Regions from separate parts of the Mus musculus genome. Here region 1 is linked to region 2. The links are chromatin contacts, called in public Hi-C maps. All regions are on one chromosome and are shown on one strand. Each heading gives the region's core, a stretch centred on a gene start, on an enhancer-like site or on the middle of the called end of the contact. The rest is flanking DNA. Distances are from core to core; before and after follow the strand shown. Region 1 holds the start of Bsdc1 (BSD domain containing 1). Region 2 overlaps Azin2 (antizyme inhibitor 2).

What was found. A called contact is a pair of places that touch in the nucleus more often than the background predicts.
Region 1: a contact with region 2 is called in a Hi-C map of the N1E-115 cell line, with 11 times the contacts expected there. The contact joins the promoter of Bsdc1 here to the enhancer-like site in region 2. A contact is called at or near these places in 19 of 39 promoter capture datasets (the 3T3-L1 cell line, 3T3-L1-derived adipocytes, the C10 cell line and 13 more), 2 of 15 datasets of contacts at CTCF or cohesin (embryonic stem cells and large pre-B cells), 13 of 484 Hi-C or Micro-C datasets (B cells, the Ba/F3 cell line, the G1E-ER4 cell line and 6 more), 2 of 115 datasets of contacts at active chromatin or transcription factors (bone marrow-derived macrophages and embryonic stem cells) and 2 of 9 other capture datasets (adipose tissue and embryonic stem cells).

What each region holds. Positions count from the first base shown.
Region 1 is chr4:129,459,393-129,463,148 of GRCm38.p6, reverse strand. It overlaps Bsdc1 (BSD domain containing 1), which reads right to left and starts at 1,470. Exons shown (of 11, transcript NM_133889.2): 1 at 1,444-1,470; 2 at 1,147-1,207. The coding sequence starts at 1,454.
Region 2 is chr4:128,947,085-128,950,759 of GRCm38.p6, reverse strand. Azin2 (antizyme inhibitor 2) reads left to right here. Exons shown (of 11, transcript NM_172875.4): 5 at 1-160; 6 at 1,036-1,170; 7 at 1,803-1,968; 8 at 3,142-3,301. Among named protein-coding and RNA genes, the nearest start is that of Gm15904, 13 kb to the right of the region's middle. Within about 2 kb of position 2,394, at least 34 of the 459 cell types and tissues checked have an H3K27ac peak or open chromatin away from gene starts, as enhancers often do. A contact at or near this core is called in the N1E-115 cell line, embryonic stem cells and liver, where this site is marked.

The sequences.
Region 1 (3,756 bases), core at 221-2,720, 510 kb before region 2:
AGGAAGCAGAAGGAGGCGGATCTCTGTGAGGCTGAGGCCAGCCTGGTCTACATAATGGTCCCAGGGCAGCCAAGGGCGACATACACCATGAGACCCTGTCTCAAAATAAAACAAACCACGACCACCACCAATAACAACAAAATAACTTGTCCAAGTTCCCAGAAATGTAAGGAACTAAAGGGAGAGATTAAGTCTCTTCCTGAAAGCCTCGAAACACACGGGGAGTCCTCACAGGACAGGACACCTGCCGGATAGCACACTTTCTTTGCATGCTTGAGGTCTCATATTAATCCTTAGCGTAAAGTCCTGCCTCTCCATCATCAATAAAACTTCCAGCACAGGGAATTCTCAGATGTGCTGAGCTGTAGCTTGAGCGGAGGCTTCCCAGGAGAACCCGGAGCAAGGAGAAAATAAAAACAAAAACCAAAAAACCAAAAACCAAACAAACAAAAACCGTTCCTAAAGTACTGGGCTGACTTGAGATCAGAAGCCTCTCGGAGTCTGCCCTGAAGCACGACTCCCTTCACTTGCTTGAGGTAAACAGTAATTAGTTACCCCACGACTTAGTTGGGCTGCCTGTAAATAAAGGAATGTGGGATAAAACAGGAACACCAACTGGCATTGCCTAGGACAAGGACAAGCATTAGTCACAATCACAGCCACTTCCCCAGGTCTCCACTCTCTGGCCCCCCCTCATCCCTTTGTAAACCAGTCACATAGGCACCATCAGGTACCAGCGCATATGGCAATCCTCATCTCTACCCGGATTCTTGGCTACACCTTCCTTGGCATGCTCATGACTCCCTAGTCTGGACAATTAGGGACTGCCCTTTCCCGGTATTCACAACAGTAACTAAGCAACTATTTTGCTTGACTGCCTCCACACCAGACTGAGCTTTGTGAGGCCCAAGACTATCTGTCTGGCTAAGGTCTATATCCTCCCAACCTGTCTGTGAGTAGTGACTGTCACATATTCTAATAAATATTGCTGTTTAAGAGTAAGATGTTGTTAGTGGTGGTGTTCTACCCTTTTCTCGTAAATGGCCTCACAGAAGCTCAAAAAAACCCAAGCAGGGGCTAGCTGGGGTTGGTTGCAAGGAGACGGCCGCGGTGCCCTGCCGAGGGAAGGGTGCTGGCCCGGCTTACCTTCTCTTTGACTGCCTGGTAGCTCTGCTGCAGCCAGCTCCGCCACCACCCCACGTCCTCCCTGTGGAAGACAGACACATCTGACGGCCCTGCCGGGCGACTCCAGCCCAGCCTCCGGCCGGAGATGAGGCTTTTCCGGCCGCTTCCCCATGCCCTCGCACCACGCCTCCGCTCTGCCCTTCCAGCTCAGTCCGCACCCGCACCGGCAGCCTGTCCCCAACAGGGACCCCTGGCCCAGTACCCCATCCCTCGAAAAGCCCAAGCCCCCAACGCCAGAAAGCGGAACGCCAAGCTCACCCTTCCGCCATCTTGCCAGCATGACATCACCACTATTTACCGACCTTTGACTTCCGACACGGCACCGCCCCCTCAGGCTCCGCCCCCATGAGCGTGCCCCAATCTTAACACAAGGACAACTCTCCGCCCAGTCCCCGCCCCCCTACATCAATGTGTCTGGCCTTTGTCCAATCCATGTCCCAAATGCGATTTGTCCCGCCTCTGAACTCTCGATCCAATGGTGTGTAAGATTGTCCTCGGGTCCCACCAACCAGCCGCTAGCTTTCCCGGTAGTCCCTGACTACAGTGGCCTCTCCGGGCCAATTTCGGCAGGCTCGTTAGACCGCCAATTAGAAGGCGAGGCGAGGAAAGGAGAGGCCGGGTTGGGACGTTGTGTTCTTAGAACCTGGAGTTAAGTTCCGCCCCCCTTTGTGAAGCCAGCCGCGTAGCAGCTCCTTGGTGTTCTGCTGCAGGCTAATTCAGCAAGCTCCGATTGCGGACCTCAGAGCCAGAGTAAGGCTATGGGGAGAATCCAGAGCTCTCCTCGGGATGACACCCAGGATCATTTGGAGAGGCAGATACATATTCACATTATTTCTTAAGCCCGATTTAAGAAAACGCTAGCTGAAAGTGTTCTGGAAAAATCCCACTGATAGGGGGGAATTGAGGTCTATTGTGTGGTGGAAGGGGGATTTACATAGATCCTGTGGCCCTACCTACTACTTCCTCAATCTACACAAACCCCTCCTTCACCTCCAGCAGGAGGTTGACTCCCCTCCTCGAAGGCTACACTGTAATCAAGGTCATCACTGCTACCTGATCCCATAGCCTCTTACCTGCCTGAGGAACAAGCTATATACTAATTCTCCCAGTGTTCCCCAAGGCCTCCCATCTAACTTTCAAAAAGATTGTTGCTGGTATTTCTCCTGTCTAAAAAACTAACAACTATTGGATGGATCACAGGGCTCCCAATGGAGGAGCTAGAGAAAGTACCCAAGGAGCTAAAGGGATCTGCAACCCTATAGGTGGAACAACATTATGAACTAACCAGTACCCCGGAGCTCTTGACTCTAGCTGCATATGTATCAAAAGATGGCCTAGTCTGCCATCACTGGAAAGAGAGGCCCATTGGACACGCAAACTGTATATGCCCCAGTACAGGGGAATGCCAGGGCCAAAAAAAAAATGGGAATGAGTGGGTAAGGAAGTGGGGGGGAGGGTATGGGGGACTTTTGGGATAGCGTTGGAAATGTAATTGAGGAAAATATGTAATAAAAATAAATAAATAAATAAATAAATAAATAAAAAAATAAAGTAGACCACCATAAGGCTGTTAAGGGAGAAAAAATGGAATGAGTAATTTCCAGTGGTCTTTCTCCCTTCTAAGGTCCATGCTTTGCCTGCAACGAATGCACAAGGTTTAAAGCTAAAAAATGCTGTGATAAATGATTTGTGCTACTGAACAAGATGGGCTAAGAAACAAGTTGAGTTCTTTAATCCCCAACAGAATCTACCTTTGCAATTTCATTCCCCACATTAAAGGTCACTTGGAACTACTGCCTGCCTCTACCTCCCAAGTGCTGGGGTTAAAGGCATGCGCCACCACTGCCCGGCATGTATTTTTTTTTTTTTAACTAGACAATTTAATCCAAGATATTGCAGGTGCTAGGCAAACATGCTATCAGTAAATTACATCCAAGCCCTGAACTGTTAATTTATAATCGCACACATAAAACCATGCCAGTCAGATGGCCGTGCCTCCTCCCAGGGTTCTCCTTTCTGTTCCTACCTGGTTGGTCTGACCTTGCACCTCCACCCTCCTTGCTCACACTGCCCCACATACAAAGGCTACTTAGATTTCCCAGAAACTTTCTGGTGCTTTCCTGACCCTGAGCCCTTGAACATGTCTTCTCTGCCTGCAGTTCTCTGACCTCAGTTTCTTACCCACTCTGACCATGCTATTGAGAACTGCAGCTTGTGCACCATAAATACCAGCACTTGGAGGTGGGGGTGAAAGACCCCAAGAGGAGCCCCTCGCTCAGGCCTCGGGATAATAGCGGACCCCCAAGATCTCATGAGAGACCAAGCTTGATGCAAACCACATGAGGCTTTATTTGGGGAAAGCCAGAGCTCTAGGGACGACTCATCCCACGCAGGGGTAGAGGAGTCGACCTCGAGGGGAAAGGGGTCCCAGTTTTTATAGGCCCTCGGGGAGGGGGGGAGGAGAAGGGGGAAGTAGGGGATTTCCAGGTCTTCTCAAGAAATGGGTATGGGAGGGGTACAAGGAAAGAGTCTAGTGCAGGTGTAGCAACTCCAGATTGGCCCGGCTGTGGT
Region 2 (3,675 bases), core at 1,145-3,644:
TGGTCCAGCACATTGGTGTCCCTGCCAGTAAGATCATCTGTGCCAACCCCTGTAAGCAAGTTGCACAGATCAAGTATGCTGCCAAGCACGGGGTGAGGCTGCTGAGCTTCGACAATGAAGTGGAGCTGGCCAAGGTGGTCAAGAGCCACCCCAGTGCCAAGTAAGCAGAGGGCCACTTACGGAGGGAGGCTGGGCAGCAGGGCGAGGGTAGAGGGGGAAGGAGTGGAGAGCTGGGGAGAGGTCCTCACCCTGGATGCTGCTTGGATGGCATCACACTCCCAGAGGGTAAGGTGGTACTCCTGGGTAGGAGCCAGACCCAGGGCAGACCTGTTATAGCTCTAGGCAGGAAAGGCCCAAAGGATTCCTGAAGATCAGGAAAGATGACATTTGAAGTGGGCCTTGAGGAATGAGTGGAATTTGGGGATGCGTAAACAGCCAAGCAAATATGTGGGTGTTGGTAAACAGCATGGGCTGTCCAAGGGATGCGTGCCAGCGTCATGCTGCTGGAACACCGCGTGCAGTGGGTGAAGGATGCTTTAACGTTGGTCATAGGGGAGGAGCCCAGGGCAAGTAGACTGGGAATGGATGTCTTGCTCTGGCTGTGACTGTTACTAGCCCTCAGGGGTCTGAGGGAATAGTAGGGCGTCCAGGAGCCATTCTGCTTCATCCAAAGCATAGCACCCCTCATGTTTGAGGGTTCCCCTTAGGAATTTTTTTTTTTTTGGACATGTGGTTCCCTCTTGTGTGATATCTGAAGACTTAGGAAACCTGCCTGGTATGGAGTTGAATGAGAAGACCTGAGCCGCCTGGGTTGATGAGGTTGGGACCCAGCAAGTGCCTCAGAAGTCGATTGGTAGTGCAGGGTGATCTAGAAAGGCTGTGCGCTCAGTGGCCTCTCAGCTAAGGTGGTTCCTGGAGTCCAAAGAGGAGCAGCTGGGCGTGGCAGCGGGCGGAGTCCAAAGAAAGAGCAGCTGGGCGTGGCAGTGGGCGGGGGATAGGGTGCTCACTCAGCAGGATTGCCTCCGTTCTCCACAGGATGGTTCTGTGCATTGCTACCCAGGACTCCCACTCTCTGAATCACCTGAGCCTGAGGTTTGGGGCGTCGCTGAAATCCTGCAGACATCTGCTCGAGAACGCCAAGAAGAGCCACGTGGAGGTGGTGGGTGTGAGGTGTGCAATGGGAACCAGGCACCCTGCCCAGGCCAGACTCACTACCCTTTCTCCCAGGAATTATTTGTGGACATCCTGGGCCTTCCGCTGGGCCTGCAGTTTTGCCACCAGAGAGTGTCCTTTCTTTAGAAGGAAGGTTTATTGGCATTTCTTTCCAGAGCTCCATAGTCCCCAGAAGGTCTCATCTCAGGAGGTTTTTCCCACGGACGTGGCTTTGAGGTAGTTCTGCATGCCTATAAGCCGGAGACCATAGCCATGCTCTGGAGATGTCTCTGTCCGTGCAGAGATGGGGCCACATCTCTAGTTTCCTTTATTCTGTACTTCAGGTTCAATGCCCAGTGCCTGATGCCTTGAACAGTAAGGACTTTTGTCCCCAGCCTGTAGATGGCAAGACATAAACAAAGCAAGCCTAGTGACTTGCCCTGGCCACATGATACCTTGGGACTCCAGCCCTTATCCCCAAAAGGTTTCTCTCCAGAGAGGCATGGAGAGATGGGAGAAGTGCCACCTTTCTGTTCCTAGCTTCCCACGTGGCCCTCTGTAGCCTATGGTCCCAGGCCTCAGTGGTTGCATCTGTAACGTGGGGCTACCTGGACCTTGTATGTAAGCCAAGGCTCTTCCTCCTTTCCCAGTTTTCACATTGGCAGTGGCTGTCCTGACCCTCAGGCCTATGCCCAGTCCATCGCGGATGCTAGGCTGGTGTTTCAGATGGGCGAGGAGCTGGGCCACACGATGAACATCCTGGACCTTGGCGGCGGCTTTCCTGGCTTAGAGGGAGCCAAAGTGAGATTTGAAGAGGTAATGTGTGGTCAAGCGTGGCCTGATGGTTATTCTGTGGTAGGGTATAACAATCCCACTGTGCATACCTTTGGCCCGACTGTCAACACCTTGGGCTTGGTGGATTTTATTGATATTTATTAATCCTGTGCTGTGGCTCAGCTGGGCTCATGGTCTGTGTCATTTCCCAAGCCCGCAGCTGAGCTGGCTGTACCCCAGCTCTGCTTGACTCCCATGCACTTAGCTAGCTAGTTAGAGGCCCAGCCAAGGTAATTTACCTTCCATGAACTCTACAGTGGTCTGAATATGTGTGTCTAATTTACCCTCCAATGGGCTGGTAAGAAACCTGGTGGGAAGGGCACGTGAGGAAAACCAACCTTTGTTTTGCTCCCCTTGTATCCAACATAAATGTGTTGTCGTGATTCCCATTCTGACCCCTAGGGGGCGCATCTCCCTCGTAGTGCATTACTTATGGAGTCTGGACTGTACCAAGTGGCCAGGAGAAGGCCCCAGATGTCCCAGGAATTAGCCTCGAAGTTGACAATTGTGGCCTTGCTAGACATAGCAGAAGTCTAGTAGACTTCCCAGGGCTCAGACTGGCTGGGTATGATGAGAACATTCATGTGGGTAGGACATTCAGAATCCATTGAGTGCACCAGGCTATAAAAATACACATGTGCTGGGGGTGGCATTACACGTTTATAATCCCAGCACCTGGGAGGTGGATGTAGGAGGTCAGGAGTTCAAGGCCAGCCTGGGCTACAATAACTAACCTAATAAGACAAAACAAAACAACGCTAAAAAACTCCAAGCCCACACAACTCAATTGTATTTATAATTAAAAGTAGTGTTTGCATAAGAATGAAAGTCAGCGACCAGGTTCACCCACCCTGATGGCAGATCTAGCTTTGCACACTTGCCTTTTTTTTCCCCTTGGAATCTGACCTACTGTGTAACATGCGAGTTGTTTATGCCCAGGAACCTGGAATCTGAGCACCGAGCATTATGGGAAAGAATACCCCATTCTATGTGGGATTATCTGGACGAATGAGCTATATGACGTCCTCACTCCAGCTCCGCCCCAGCCCAGCCTCCCCCTTCCTGGCTAGCTGTCACCCAGCTACCAGGTGGGACCTTTCCACTGCCGAATTCTTCCCGAAATCTCATGGTCCCGCACGCTGCTCTTCTCTCCAGATGGCCTCAGTAATTAACTCAGCCTTGGACCTGTACTTCCCTGAGGGCTGCGGTGTGGACATCCTTGCTGAGCTGGGACGCTACTACGTGACGTCTGCCTTCACTGTGGCTGTCAGCATCGTCGCCAAGAGGGAGGTTCTGGACCAGGCCAGCAGGGAAGGTGGGTGTGGTGCCAGATGGGCGTGGCCGGCTAAGCAGGGGTGGGGCCTTCTGGAGAATGGGTATTTTCTCTAGGGAAAGTTGCAGTCAGTTCCCCTCACCCCAAAGACAATTTTATCTCGTTATCCCAGTGGTTCTCAACCTCCCTAATGCTGAGACTCTTTAATACAGTTTCTCGTGTTGTGGTAACCCCCAACCATAAAATTATTTCCATTGCTACTTCACAGATGTAATTTTCCTATTGTTATAACTCATAATGTAAGTATGTGATATTTCCTATGGTCTTAGGAGACCCCTGTGAAAAGGTCATTTGATCCCCCAAGGGGGTCTTGAGTGACAGGTTGAGAACGGCTGTGAGAAATGGAATCAAAGAGA